2 separate regions of the Zea mays genome follow, and region 1 is linked to region 2. Evidence: chromatin contacts called from public Hi-C data. All regions are on one chromosome and are shown on one strand. Each heading gives the region's core, a stretch centred on a gene start, on an enhancer-like site or on the middle of the called end of the contact. The rest is flanking DNA. Distances are from core to core; before and after follow the strand shown.

Region 1 (6,601 bases), core at 3,964-6,463, 140 kb before region 2:
AATACGAAAGCCTTGCACTGTGTTATCAAATTTTGATTGGACCACTTGTATAATGCTTCTACTTACGAGCTCGTTGAAGAATTCTTCCCCGAGCTCAAATAACTGTTTTCCTTGCTCCTCTTGGATAAAACCTTCAGCTATCCATTTCCATATCAAAGAACTTTTATTAATAACATAATCATCTGGATATCTACTCAAATATACAAAGCAAGTCCTCAAATTCAATGGCAAATCAGAGTAGCTAAGTGATAATATCCTCATAGTCGTTTCTTCTAAATGACTGTTACGACCTTTATGTCCAAAAGCATTATTGGCTAGCTCAGACCACATTTGTGTTGGTTTTCCCATGAACAAACTAGCCATTGTGATGAGAGCTAACGGTATACCATCACATTTCTTTAGAAATTTATCTGATGCCTTATTGATTATTTGATCATCAAGGCATACTCCTTCACCAAATAACGATCTGTAGAATAATTCTTTGGAGTGATGGTACGAAAGTGGCCTTAACTTGTAAACACGACCAGCTATTGTGGCAACAGCAAAATTACGAGTAGTTATGATTATTCCACTCCCATTGTTATTTTCAACAAATGCCAATTCTAGTGTATGCCAAGACTCCAGATCCCATACATCATCGATAACAATGAGATACCTGTAAAAGCATAAATGTGCAGTAGTCAAAAGTTTTTAAAACTCTCTCCACCTAGAAATTTGCCAACATCAAGAATAATAAAAAAAATAAAAATAAAGAAACATTGCAAATTTTGATTGCAGCTATCAAGAAAAGAACATATTGAACTGATGGTTTACAATAATATGAAATGCTAAATAGTTAACAGTTGGTCACCTATCATTTAGCTCATTATTCGGGCAAAACGGGTGTTTAAACAGATGACGAAACCGTTTAAACGGTCAAAACAACCGATTAAACAGAAACGGTGTACCACTGTATAGCGTTTAAACCATGTGTAGTGTAACGGGCTAAACGACCATTTAGAGGAACTGTGGTTTGTGAATGTCATATCTAGCTAGTCATATAGACTGTTATTTTGGGATTAATGGGAGAATATTTTTAATAATCTAAATAATTAATTATTTAGTCATACCTACATGTTAATGTCATTTTCTGATTTGAATTAATCAGCAGCTGTTTTTCTTTGAAGCATGCATGTCTATATTATTGCTGTTACGAAGTGGCATGCTTGCAGAGTGAAGATGAAGCACACATGATGTCCGTGTATAGACTGCAAGAATCTTATTGTACATGGAACATGCAAATCGACTGGAGACCATGGTTCTGCAAGAAGAACAACTGTGACATCCGCAAGGATGGCTGTAGTTCTGTTCCAGTCAGGAGGTGCGAAGATAATAATTTTAGTTAATTCAGATGTTTGTTACTTTTGTTTCTATACGAAATAAAGCTGGAGGCCTCTGTTTTATTTTATTTTATTTTAAAAAAAGTTTATGTAGTGTTTGGTTTCTAGGTAGGCCTTACATTTTATTCAATTTTAGTTTCTAAATTGCTAAATACGGAAGGAAACTAAACTAGACTAAACACACTTATTACTATATTTTGTTTAGTTGATGCATGGTTTGTAGCACGTACCTGCACCTCACATAGCTAAGGCGCTGTCTGATTTCATCGATGAGCGCTCGCGTATCTGTTCTGTTGATAGTGTCCACTTGCTGGTATATGTCAAGCTTAACGAGGATGTTCTTGAAAACTCTCACCAAGTCAGGATTTTGGCCAACTGAAACAAAAGTTGCAAACTCGTATTCACTTCTAAGCCTTTCATATGTTTCTTTAGCAAGGGTGGTCTTGCCTAGTCCTCCAGCTCCGACAATAGAAATCTTCTTAATGTGTTGCTGGCCCGACTCATCCGAGAGCAGCATGGATATTATTTCAGACATTGATTGGTCGATGCCAATGAGTTGTGTCGCTTCTTTGTACAAAGCTGCAAGGCGAGGATCAACACTAACCATGCTGATTGACCTGTCTGCAGCAACATCAAGTTTGTACCTGACACGCCGGTCCACCAACTCCTGGATTTTCCTCACGATGTCTCCGATGGCAGCACCAATTTCATGGATAGCCTTAACCTTTCTTGACAGCTTGGTCATCTTCTTCATGGCAAGTCGAAACCTGTTTGGGTCACTTGGCGCGCGGTCTCTGATGCGCATGAGAAAGGTGTCGATGGCATCCTCAATGTCATAGGATGCCTCTCTGACATCGCGTCTCCACACCTTGGTCTGGAGGTCGATCTGATCCCGCGGCACATCAGCCACCTTACGGAGGGCAGCGTGCATACTTTGCAGCTCCCGGCAGATCATCTCCACTCTGCCCCTCACTTCCTTCTGGAGCCTATACTCATCTTGGATTTGGAGTAGCTCCTGCAGCTTGGACGGGAGAATGGCTAGCGGACCTGTCACTAGATCCATCCCTGTAGACTGATTTGAAGATATAACTAACCACGCTAGCTAGCTGCTTGCTTGCTTGGTGTTGATGTAGGCATCCTATGACATTGCGGAACTGCATGCAGATGGGAGATGTAACAAGGAATCAACCTGAAACAGCAGTGTCAAGTCAAGAGCTGATTTAACCATGCAAGCGGAAAAGAAAATATAATTGGGTACATGCATAAATTCAGCTTCAGTATTTTCCAAATCAAAACGCATGAACTCACAAGTTTGAAAGACAAGGACCTGAGGCAGAACGAGGACGGCTGCTATGTCCGCCTGTTGATCCGTGAGGTGAGGAGACGGCCAGAGAGAGACGAGGATATGAACTGGAAAACCAGGACGGACCTGCATTTCATTTCATTTATTTTTCTTTTCCTGCCGGGTCGCTGTAGCAAAAAGCGATGGAGCAACAGCACTCATTAATAATTTATTGATACTAGGCGTCATCGTGTCCAATGCCAAGCATTCTAGCCTCTATTCAACGGCTCTATTCAACTAGTAATTTGCTCGAGCCTCGGGCGAGTCTTTGACCGATAAGTTTAAACAGTTAAAAGAGTGTTGTTTTACCTATAAAACATGAGTATATGCTAATACATATAAATAGAAGTGATAAAAAAATTGAATAGACAATTATATGTAGTAGAACAATTCAGTTTACCAATATAGCATCATAAGTGTATGCAATTTATTACTGCTCTTTAAAATTATTAGTCTACAAATTATTAGTATAGTGCCTAAATTCCGAGTCAGCAATTTCTGTAAAATTATCAGTTTGATAATTTTCCAAATTAGAACAGTAATAGCATAAGTGTATGGAAATTATCAGTCTACAAAATATCAGTCCGAAAATGCCTCAATTTTCCAAAGCAAGGGAAAATAAAACACTTAGCAGCAACTGAGCGCATGCAATTTATTACTCCTTTGTGGCATAGAATCTAGTCACACTTAGCATTAATTTTCCAAAGCCTCAATTTTCCAAAGAAAGGGAAAAGAAAACACTTAGCAGCAGGTCACCTATAACTCTTGAATCTTAGTATTAGGTCAGCGGAAACAAATGCTAGTGTACAGGAAATATTGCCACAATTTGATATGGAAGTCAAGCAGCCATAATTTTATCTAGCCACATCACATTCACAGCAGTACAGAGGAAGAAGCATATGTTGATGGTTCAGAGAAGTGTTGTTCTTTCAAGGCGGCATGCACCTTTCAGTTTTCAGTTCTTGCAACGACAAATGGCATGGGAACATCACATTTTACTCCATTGACTGTTTTCTGGTCTGCTTTAGCTCAGTTCTGAATATGATTGGTATAGACTTGGGCATGCATGAATGTTGTATCCTTATTTCTCACAATACTGCGCAGCCATTCCAAGTAAAGCGACCGGAAGAAATGCAACCCAAGAGGAAGGACCACGGCTAGTACTTAGGATCTGCAATGCAGGTGACTTTAAAATAGTTCAACTTTTCACTGGACTTGGCAAGAGTTGAATGCTTGCACTTTCATAATAGAAGATAGGACTGTATTAATTTTGAACTTCCTAGAGAAGAGGATTCAAGTTGAAGCCTTGTTCCATTTTTTCTTAGGCCGGTAGGCTACTTTGATGTGGTGAAAAGGCGAATAACAAACTGAAGTGCGTCTAAATCACTGCGAGGCTTGATTGCTTGACCTAGGGGGCAAATTTCAGTGATTTAGTGGTCAAATTTTGCTAGAGGGAAGGTCTGTTTCTTAAGATGATGCAATGTCAATATGGCTGGCTGTGTGCATGTTGCTTTTCCACTTCGAGACCGCAGACATATACGGCTAGGCCAAAAACAATGTGAAATTGATAGGACATTATTCAAAAGCAATACGGCTAGAGGGAAGGTCTATTTCTTAAAGCCAAGAATGGTCCATCATTCAAAAGCAATTATTTCAAAGAGTAAATAGATGGATAAATATAGGACATTTTGTTACCTGACAAGATACTAAGAAGCAACACCCCCTCCTAGCCACCCAAAAAATTGCAGAAACTGTAGATAGAGAGTCAGTGCCTCAGTGGTTCTATCGGCAACAACTCCAACAATTCATATTTGTGCTAGATTATTAACAACAATGATTCCAGATCCAATCCCAATAAAGCATATTGCAAAAAGAAGCTAGAAATCGGCCTTCAGTATTGCTTCGCGAAACCTGAGATCTTCTGCCCTTTTTGGTATTCTTCTCGTCGGCTTTATACCCCCTGCACCTTCAACTAAGAGAATATCGATGTCTCTGGGAATTTTTGGGGCTGCTAACCTGCTATGACTTGATTAGTGCAGTGGGGAGGCAGGAGACGTCCGCCTGACTTGATTAGTCTAGATCAGCGGCGACCCTTTTCCCTGCCACGGGGGCGACAATCTGCGCGTCAATACAGGGTAGGTACTCAACTGGGATGGCGACGTTGGTGGCTGGCTCCAGCGAGAAGGGTGGCGCGCTCGCCCTTGTCGACGGAGATGTCGTGGAGAAGCGGGAGCGAGTCGCCGATGGCAGGAACGCAGCAGCAGGGTAGGGTGCCGGTCTTGAGGTCGTCGAGGGTGACGATGCGTGAGGTATTGGATGGGGAGGAGAGGTGGCAGAGGATGTGCTCAAAGAGGACGTCGTCGCAGGGGAGCGTGGTGATTGATTCGAGAGGGCACTGGCGGGGAATTGCCGAGCGGTGGGAGAAAGGCGACGACTAGCGTGGTGATTGACTCGAGAAGTGTGGAGAGGGGTCTCGAAACTCGTCTCGAAGCGTCGTGGCGCCGGGCTGCGGCTTCGTGATAAGGAAGCGGGAAACGGTTTTAGACCCGAGTTTTTGATTTTTGACTTTTTATGAAAAAAATATGCATTTAGACCCCTAGATATTTTATTTCAATATTTAGACCCGAATCTCGGCGTCTTAGTCTAAAACGCTGAGTTAACACAGCTCGGCGCTATAGCTTATGGCGCCGAGTGCTGACGTGGTGGTGACGTTGATGGATGTCGTGTTTGCTTACGTGGCTTCCTAGCAGCGCCATAGATCTTGGCGCCGAGCTAGGATATAGCGTCTGAGTGCTATTCTTCTCCATTCTCTCTTCTATCTTACCGTCGCAGCTCCCCACCGACGCAGCTACTCGTTGTTGCCTCGCCACGCCGGCTCCATCCCCGAGCCACCCGGTGTCGCGCCCTCGCCGCGTGCCACCCGCCGCGCGCAGCCCTCCCTCCGCGTCGCCCGCCTCCCGCCTGTGAGCCGAGTGCCGAGTGCCGAGTGCCGTCCGCCGAGCGCCGTCCGCCTTCCGCCGAGCGTCGTGAGGTATTTTATTGTCTTAGTATTTTTATAACTAATTAGTAGTTTAGTATTAATATACTACTTATTTATCACATGTTTTGTAGTGTATAGTTAGGTAGATATTTAGTTGTTAGTGTATATAATTAGCTAACTATTCAGTATATTTACATGGAATGAGTATGTCAGCCATCGTGTTGTTGTTTCTTTGCAGGTTATAGAAACCTCACCGTATAGGGGAGGTGCTGCCGGATTTTTTACTGGCAATACTAATTTGTTTTGGTACATAGGCGTGGGACTCGACCTTCGCCACCATGAGGTTGACTCATCCACGATCTCAGGTATACCTTGTTTTCGTACATTATTCATAGATTATGTATTTTTGTTTGTTGTGGTCATTTATATAATTATTAGTTAGTAAGTAGCTATTACTTATTTATTACTTAGTAAGTATTTAGGCATAAGTATTTAGTTAGTAGTAAGTACCTAGGCATTACTGAGTTAGTAATCCGTGTTTGCAATAGATGGACACCCTAGTGACACTATACCGTGGAGGAAGCGTGGAGGAAGATGTTTATGGGAATGTTAGTTTTTATGGTATGAAGAAGGTGATTGTGATGTTCGATGAAAGACCCTCTTTTGACCAGATTTTCGCTTGAGCTTGTGAGGAGATTAGTTGCAATTTAAATGACCCTAGAATATCAATTCAGGGTTTGTTGTCCCATGTTACATCTGATACAGTTGTCCAACGGTTGATCTCCATTGGCCCAGAAGATGACTGGGTGAAATATGTCAGAATTGTGAAGACGATTGTCCCACCATGTTTGGATGTAGGTGTTCGAAAGATATCGTTTAGTCATTGCGATGCTCCAGTCG
Region 2 (7,203 bases), core at 147-2,646:
TTTTGTAATCAATAAAAAATAATCAAAGTATATAGACTACATATTAACAACATGTAGGAACTAAGATTAATGCCAACTATAAAGCACTGTTCACCATTGCGCTAAACATTGTCGTTCAGTTCTCCACTTTTCCGATATTTATTATCATGTTATTTGGGGAAATTATGTATATTAGGAATTAACAATATACGAAAATAAACAAAGAACAAGCATTCACAGTAGTATATTAGGAAACAACAATTATAAACAGTGAAAAAGAATACATAGCGGGCTCAGTTTCATCCTGAAGAATGCAACAAACATGTGACTGGTTTGTTGATTACAAATTCTATTTCAGGGACAAGCACTTAGCTTATCAGGAACTGAACGGGACGAAGTTCCAGTGGTATAAATAGAAAACTAAACTTCAGCTGTTGCATCAAACCTCAAAGATCCTAATGAAGTTTTAAGAGAATTCAAGAAATATCACTCACTGATTGAAAAGAAACAATACATAAAGCCATGTGCCACGCATATCACTCACCCAGCAAAAAGCAACTACCATGTACCTGCAAGTAGCTTAATTTCAAAGTAAAACTGAGTCACTGATCATACTGCCATGTGCCATGCATAAGACAATGCAAGACCAGTGTAAGATTCGAACCAAACATATTAAATAGGGGTCTGCTAATTACTAACTTTGTATGGAGATGCAGCTTAGGCAATAGAAGCATACATTATCCAGGTGTGCTAATTCATTTGCTCATCTATAACTAGTATATATAATTCCTAAAAAGCAGTAACAAATTCCTTAGGGCTAACAGATCAGCCATAACAAAAATTGTTTTATCCCCTGCCCAAAAGTACTACAATCACAATATCTTAAACTGAATCATGCCATTACAAAGGCAAAACAATTAGTAACTTTGTGTGGAGATGCAGCTTAGGCAATATCACACGTTACCTAGGTTTGCTAATTCAGTTGCTCATCTATACGACGACAGGGGAAGGAGATGGCGGCAGGTGTACGCCTCAGGGGCATGCTAGGCTGGACACAGGGGGAGTTCGTAGCCACAGAGAATTTCACATAAGCCAGCGACCATTCTTAGCGCTTTGATTGGAATCAGATCCGAATACAAATAGCCAAATAGATTAAGTTAGGGTTTGGGTGCTCGGTTTCGTACAGCACCTAGGGAGTGGGGATGAGAATGGATGGACGTACCTGGTGGGTGCTCGGCGCCGGCGACGGGCCCAGCGAAGACCTGGGGGAGGCGGCGGCGGTCGCCCAATCGACGCCGAGAGAGAGAGAGAGCAGGAGCAGAGCACGAGCGGAGCGGAGCGGAGCGGCCCTGGCTCCTTGCCCTGTCGCTGTCGGTTTTTTACTCTTTTGAGCGCAATAGCGGCCCATAGCCGCAGCGTCGCAGGAGCCAAAGCATAAGTGACGCAAGTAATTGTCAACTTTAACTCATCAAGAGATAATGGTGATGGATGTTTTTCTACATTTTTTAGAATAAGGAAAAATTAACAATTTCCTACCATATATAAACATTAGTACTTTTTAAATAGATTTGTTTCTAGAGGCGGCCGTAGGAAGTTAGCGGCTCGCTTGACCGCACACATGGTCAGCATGTAAAAGCTAACTTCCTACAGCTTTTATAAAATACCGTAGAAAGTTATGTTTATTTCCTAGAGCTACCAGTTGCCTCTCGGAAGTTATTTATTTCCTACGGTTTGTTATAAAAGTTGTAGGAAGTTAAAAAACCGTAGGAAGTGTATGTTTTTGGTGTAGTGCATGTGACCACTCTGGGCCCACATGCGCCATGCGCCATATACCCGAACCCCCTACCATGCCATGTGACCACTCCGGGCCCACATGCGCCATGCGCCATATACCCAAACCCCCTAGCCCACACACGCCCGTGAAACCTCGAGGGTTGGCTCTGATACCACTTGTAACACCCCGTTCAATCCCTGGACCGGCGGTACTTACTCCTGGCAGTTCTCTAGAATCATATATTGTCCCCACAGACCAACACGAGTCTTTTGTGCACACTTTGTCCTCACTCGTGTGCACCCGAGAAAACTTCCCGGTCGATCACCCATCCTAAATTGCTCCAAGCCAAGCACGCTTAACTTGGAGGTTCTTTCGAGACAGGCTTCTGAAAAAGAAGATGCACCTTGTTGGTATGGATAATCTATTAATTCTATTAAGCCTTGGGCCAAGATATCACCATCTCAGGGGCCAGGATATCACAATCTGTCCCTCTCTTCTTGAGAGAGATATCTCTGGGCCCCTCGAGTGATTGGATCAAGAAATGCATAGTCGTGCTAGGGTTAAGAGTTAACCATTGAAAGGATTCTAATTCACAGTATCGAGAAAGAGTGGTCAGCTTAGAGCCAGACCAAATATCGTAGGACAAAGGGAACAACATATACGTAATGTTGCAATGATTCATCAGATATGATCTTTACGTGCACATAGGAGTTGACATGTTTTGCTAGAGGTCGCTGTCAATTATTGGGCCAAGTAAGAGTACTCGGGCCATGTCTATTTGTAAGTGAACCTATAGGGTCACACACTTAAGGGGAAGGAAGCCTAACTCAGATTAGATCCGAACTTAGACTGGGCTTTAGGGTTACTGATGGGCCTCGGAGTCAGAAGCCCACCATAACGCCTATATAATGAGGGCCAGGGGCACGGTTAGGCTAACCCTAATTCGCCACCAGCAAATGAGCAGTCGCTCGCCTCTCGCCCTCGCGAAGCCGCCGTCGCGAATCTAGCAGTTCGGTACACGGCGCTTCCTCCCTGTACGTGTGGATACCTCGGAGGTGCTGCATTTGGAGCACTAGGGCGAACCACACGAGGACGTGAAGGACACCGGCGACTGCACGGCACTGCTCGACGCGTTCGTCTACATCGAGACGTCTTCCGCTGCCCTGCGCGTCTAGTGGTAATTCCATGACCTATAACCGCAGTAGTTCTTGGTTTTATGGGGTCGAAAATTTTGTTTTTCGCTAGTGTAGCCTCCCCATAATCCTACAAGTATGGCCCCTTATTAACGAATGGGAAATACCAAAGGAGACCATTGATAGCTCAAGCGAGGGTGGCCTAGTTTATTTGAAATATACATACCACTACAGAAGTCAGTTTGAGGAGCCAGATGACGAATGGCTCAATGCTACTGAGGCGACCGTTGATGATTTGTTGGGGGCATATACGAAGGCTGAAGACGAAGCCATGAATACTACCTTCGGTGCCCATGGAAAGAAAAGGTTGAATAGAGTTTTTGACGTTATTGGTTTTGTGTACCCCGATTACTGCTTTCCGACTCGGAAGCAAGGGGCGAACAGAAGGATTGCATCAACTGCCCCTTCTATTACACCAAAACCCAAAAGAATGAAGTTTGTAACTCATCGGCCAAAGTCTTTTGTTTTGGAAAGAGCTGTTGCACTGTCTGTTGTAGAAGGTCCAAAGGTAGAGGGTGCTGAACCTACCGAAGCTACCCTCCCAGCTTTGGAGGTAATATCCTCTGCGATGTCTAGAGCTACCACCGCTCAACTGGAGAAGTTACAGAAAGTTTTGAAAAGTGACCAACAGCCAAAGCTGCAAATTTCTCCAGTACTGCCAGAGTTGCCAAGGACAACAAATATTCTAGTGGCGACTCCTAGGAAAGGGAGGAGAATGGCCAGCGTTCTAGACGCTGTTCTGAAACCTTCGAAGGTGGCTACTCCTGCTCCTACGTAGGTTTCTGAAGACAGATTGAAGAATTAGGAGAAGCTATCGCTGCAAGCGCTTCTCCTGCCTGTGTTGAGGCCGAACCTTCGAAAACTAGGCCAATAGAGGAAGTAAAGGAAATTTTGCCAGAGAAATTAACACTGCTGATACCCGAAGCGGTGTCGGCCGAAGATCTTGATTTTATTATCCGTCATGCTTTGGGAAAGCAGCTGACATAGAGGCAAATTGCTGAGGCCCGACATTACACCAAGGAACTGAAATATCCTCGAGGATCCTTGGCGTACGAAGGAGATGAATAAAATGACTTTCTATATTGTTTTCCTGACAGCAAGGAGATCGATGTCTACCAAGAGATGATGGACAAGATGGGTTATCCGAAGCTTGAGCTTGGGCTATCCTTAATGTCGAAGGATCATCTAGCATACAACTTAGCATACAATAGTCTGAAGGTTTGTGTTTACTATTCCTCTCAATGTATCATTTCAAGTATATTTTTTGCTTGTTTTAATAGACATATCTCTTATTATTAGTTTCTAATTTTAAGCAAAGCTTTAAAAGCCCAAAAGGATTGCGAAGACGAGACCACAAAGATAGCCTTCAGGAATTTACGCTCGGAAATTATAACTCTTCGGAATGAGGCACTTGAAAAAGATAAAATCCTGCTTTCTTTGGCCGAAACATTAAAAACAAGCGAAGCTAAATTGGCCAAACTTTCCGAAGTGGACGAAAAGATTCTAAAATTTGAGAAAGAAAAAGAAGCAGATGAAAAACACATAGCTGATCTAGAATATGCTTTATCCATTCAAGTGGGATTACATAGATCTGAAGTAACAGGACTAGAGAAGAAGCTTGATGAAGTTACTGAAAACTTCCACGTTGAACAATCAAAACTTGAGATATCCGACACTGAACGGTTGACGGTTCAGAAGAATGTTGAGGAGCTTCGTCAGGCGAAGGAGGTGTGTTATAACGTTGCTATACAATGGTCAAACAAGTTGAAAAATGCTTTTGTTAGTGTTGGTGCATTCTCGGCTGAGCAAAATTTCATTCGTGGTGATCCCGAGTGTGTAATCAAGTGGATTGAGGGCGAAGTCGAAGCATTTGATGAAGTCCTAACTGGCAGGGGAGATTTTTGTGCATGTGTAGGGGCTCAGGGGTTGTATCACTACTAGATGCGGAGCTGGCTATGAACATGCGGAGCTAGCTGTGAACATGCCAAGGCTGTAATTCAGCCAGACTTCTCAGTTTCAGCAACTGACATAATTTTATTCCGAAGTGTGGATGAATGGCGGCCAAGAGATAGTAGATGAAGGCGTCAGGAGAAATGAAGAAGAGTCTCATATTGTCTTAGAACTGGCAAGAGAAGCTGAAGAGGCCGCTAAACGTGAAAGACATATATGTACGTTTGTCATTTTAGCTTCGTAAATATGTTGGCTTCGTATCTGACCGAAGTTAGTAACTTGGTGTAGCTGAGCTATCTCCTCCTCCGGAGCCATATGATCCTGACGCTGATCCAGCTGTTGGGGGCCTTCGGCTTCCGAAGGTCCTCAAAAACATGATTTAACAGTGTTTCTAGAGTGTAATGTGTGAACAGGTACCTTCGGACTTATATCAAAGAGGGAGAACCTCAAAAGATACGAAGGTTGGCAGTGCCGAAGCTGTGAAGCAGGAAAGCTTCGGCATGTTCGCAGAAAAGGGAACCGACTTAAAGATGAAAAGGCCATTTAGACCTCGATAGATTGCTATGGAATTATCACCAAATGTAAAGGGCATGTATGTAATTTTGTATGGGTTGTATCCCGTGCCTATAAATAGGTGAACAGTACCCCCGTACTGTTCACGCTGACTTGGCATTCGCTTTTTGCGTCACACTTGTACTTTCATCTCCTTCCAAGCCGAAGGTACACTTATAATACAATATTGTTTCTATTTCTCTATGATAATATAACAAAGTTAAATGAATAATATTATATAAATATTCATGTTATTTTTTATGTTTTATATGCTTCGTCTTTTGTATACTGTGATGATGAAGGTTCGTCCTTCATGACCTTCGTCCGGAGATCGTTATATCCTAAGGGAAATAATGCTTCAAAGGACGAAGGACTTTATCGTTTAACATTTTCTGTGTTGCCTTGTTCTTAACTCATAGCATTTGAGAACAAGTCCCCAACATTGGCGCCCACCTCCGGTGAACTCACTTCCATTTCCTGAGCTTTTCGACACCTTCGGCAAGCATCAGCTTCGTCATGCCGCCGAAGAAGGCTTCAGCACCAGGGGCTGGCACGCTGCAGCCGCTGGACCCCAATCAAGACGTCCTTTCTCTCAGAGAGGCACGAAGCCAGAAGAGGAAGGCTACCAGTCCAACACATCCGGAGGATGATCTAGATCAGGAGATTCAGAATCTGGAAATCCTTCAGCAGCAGGTTCAATGCAGGAAGGAGAAGATGGCCAGGCTAGCTGAACTGCAGAGGCAGATAGATGAAGCCTCTGAAGAAGTTCGTCATCTTGCTCAGGATGAGCAACACCGAAGGCCTCAGCATCAAGACCTTCATCAGGAGGGCTTTCACAACGAAGACGACTGGTATGACAATTTCCATCGTGGGAATTTTGTTTTTGATGATGCTTCTCCCCTGTCCGCTGAGTTACAGGCTACACCTTGGCCTCCGTCCTACAAGCCGCCTCAGCTCCCCGTATTTGATGGCCATTCAGACCCGAAGCAGTTCTTGATGAGCTACGAAGCAACAGTGTCTTCGTACGGTGGCAATGCTTCAGTCATGGCCAAATCTTTCGTTATGGCTGTCAGAAGTGTTGCTCAAACCTGGTATTCCTCCCTTCGACCAGGAACGATCACTTCATGGCAGAAGCTGAAGGATTTGTTGTTAACCAGCTTTCAAGGATTTCAGACGAAGCCGGTCACTGCTCAGGCTCTGTTCCAGTGCACTCAGGACCACGAAGAATACCTTCAGGCATATGTCCGAAGGTTCTTGCGTTTGAGGGCACAGGCACCAACGGTGCCCAATGAAATTGTCATTGAGGCCATGATCAAGGGGCTTCGGCCAGGTCCGTCAGCTCAGTACTTCGCCAGAAAGCCTCCTCAAACTTTGGAGAAGCTTCTCCAGAAAATGGATGAATACATTCGGGCCGACAATGACTTTCGCCAAAGAAGGGAGGAGGCTTTCAGATTTTCTGAAATGACCAGGGGCTTCGGAGGGAGGTTTTACCCGAGGCATGTGAGATCAATTCACAATTCTACGCAAAATGATGACAGAGGAAGCCAACAGCAAAGGCCACAATGCTCCTCGCAGGCTTCTGGACAACAGCAAAGCTCCTTCCGGCCACCAGCTCCAAGAGGCAGAGGCGCCAGGGGCTTCGGAGGAAGATTTGGCGATCAACCAAGAAGAATCTTTTGCTTATTCTGCGGTGAGAACAAAGGCCATACTACCAGGATGTGCCATGTTACTATACAGAAGCAAAAGGAAATAGCT

What was found. Hi-C and Micro-C count contacts between places; a contact is called where the count stands out from the background.
Region 1: a contact with region 2 is called in a Hi-C map of leaf, with 2.1 times the contacts expected there. The contact joins the promoter of LOC103641468 here to the promoter of LOC103641465 in region 2. A contact is called at or near these places in 4 of 25 Hi-C or Micro-C datasets (ear, leaf and tassel).

What each region holds. Positions count from the first base shown.
Region 1 is chr10:99,372,068-99,378,668 of Zm-B73-REFERENCE-NAM-5.0, reverse strand. It overlaps LOC103641468 (disease resistance protein RGA5), which reads right to left and starts at 5,213. Exons shown (of 7, transcript XM_035963437.1): 1 at 4,417-5,213; 2 at 2,688-2,849; 3 at 1,610-2,568; 4 at 1-655. The coding sequence starts at 2,442.
Region 2 is chr10:99,225,042-99,232,244 of Zm-B73-REFERENCE-NAM-5.0, reverse strand. It overlaps LOC103641465, which reads right to left and starts at 1,396. Exons shown (of 8, transcript XR_004853210.1): 1 at 1-1,396.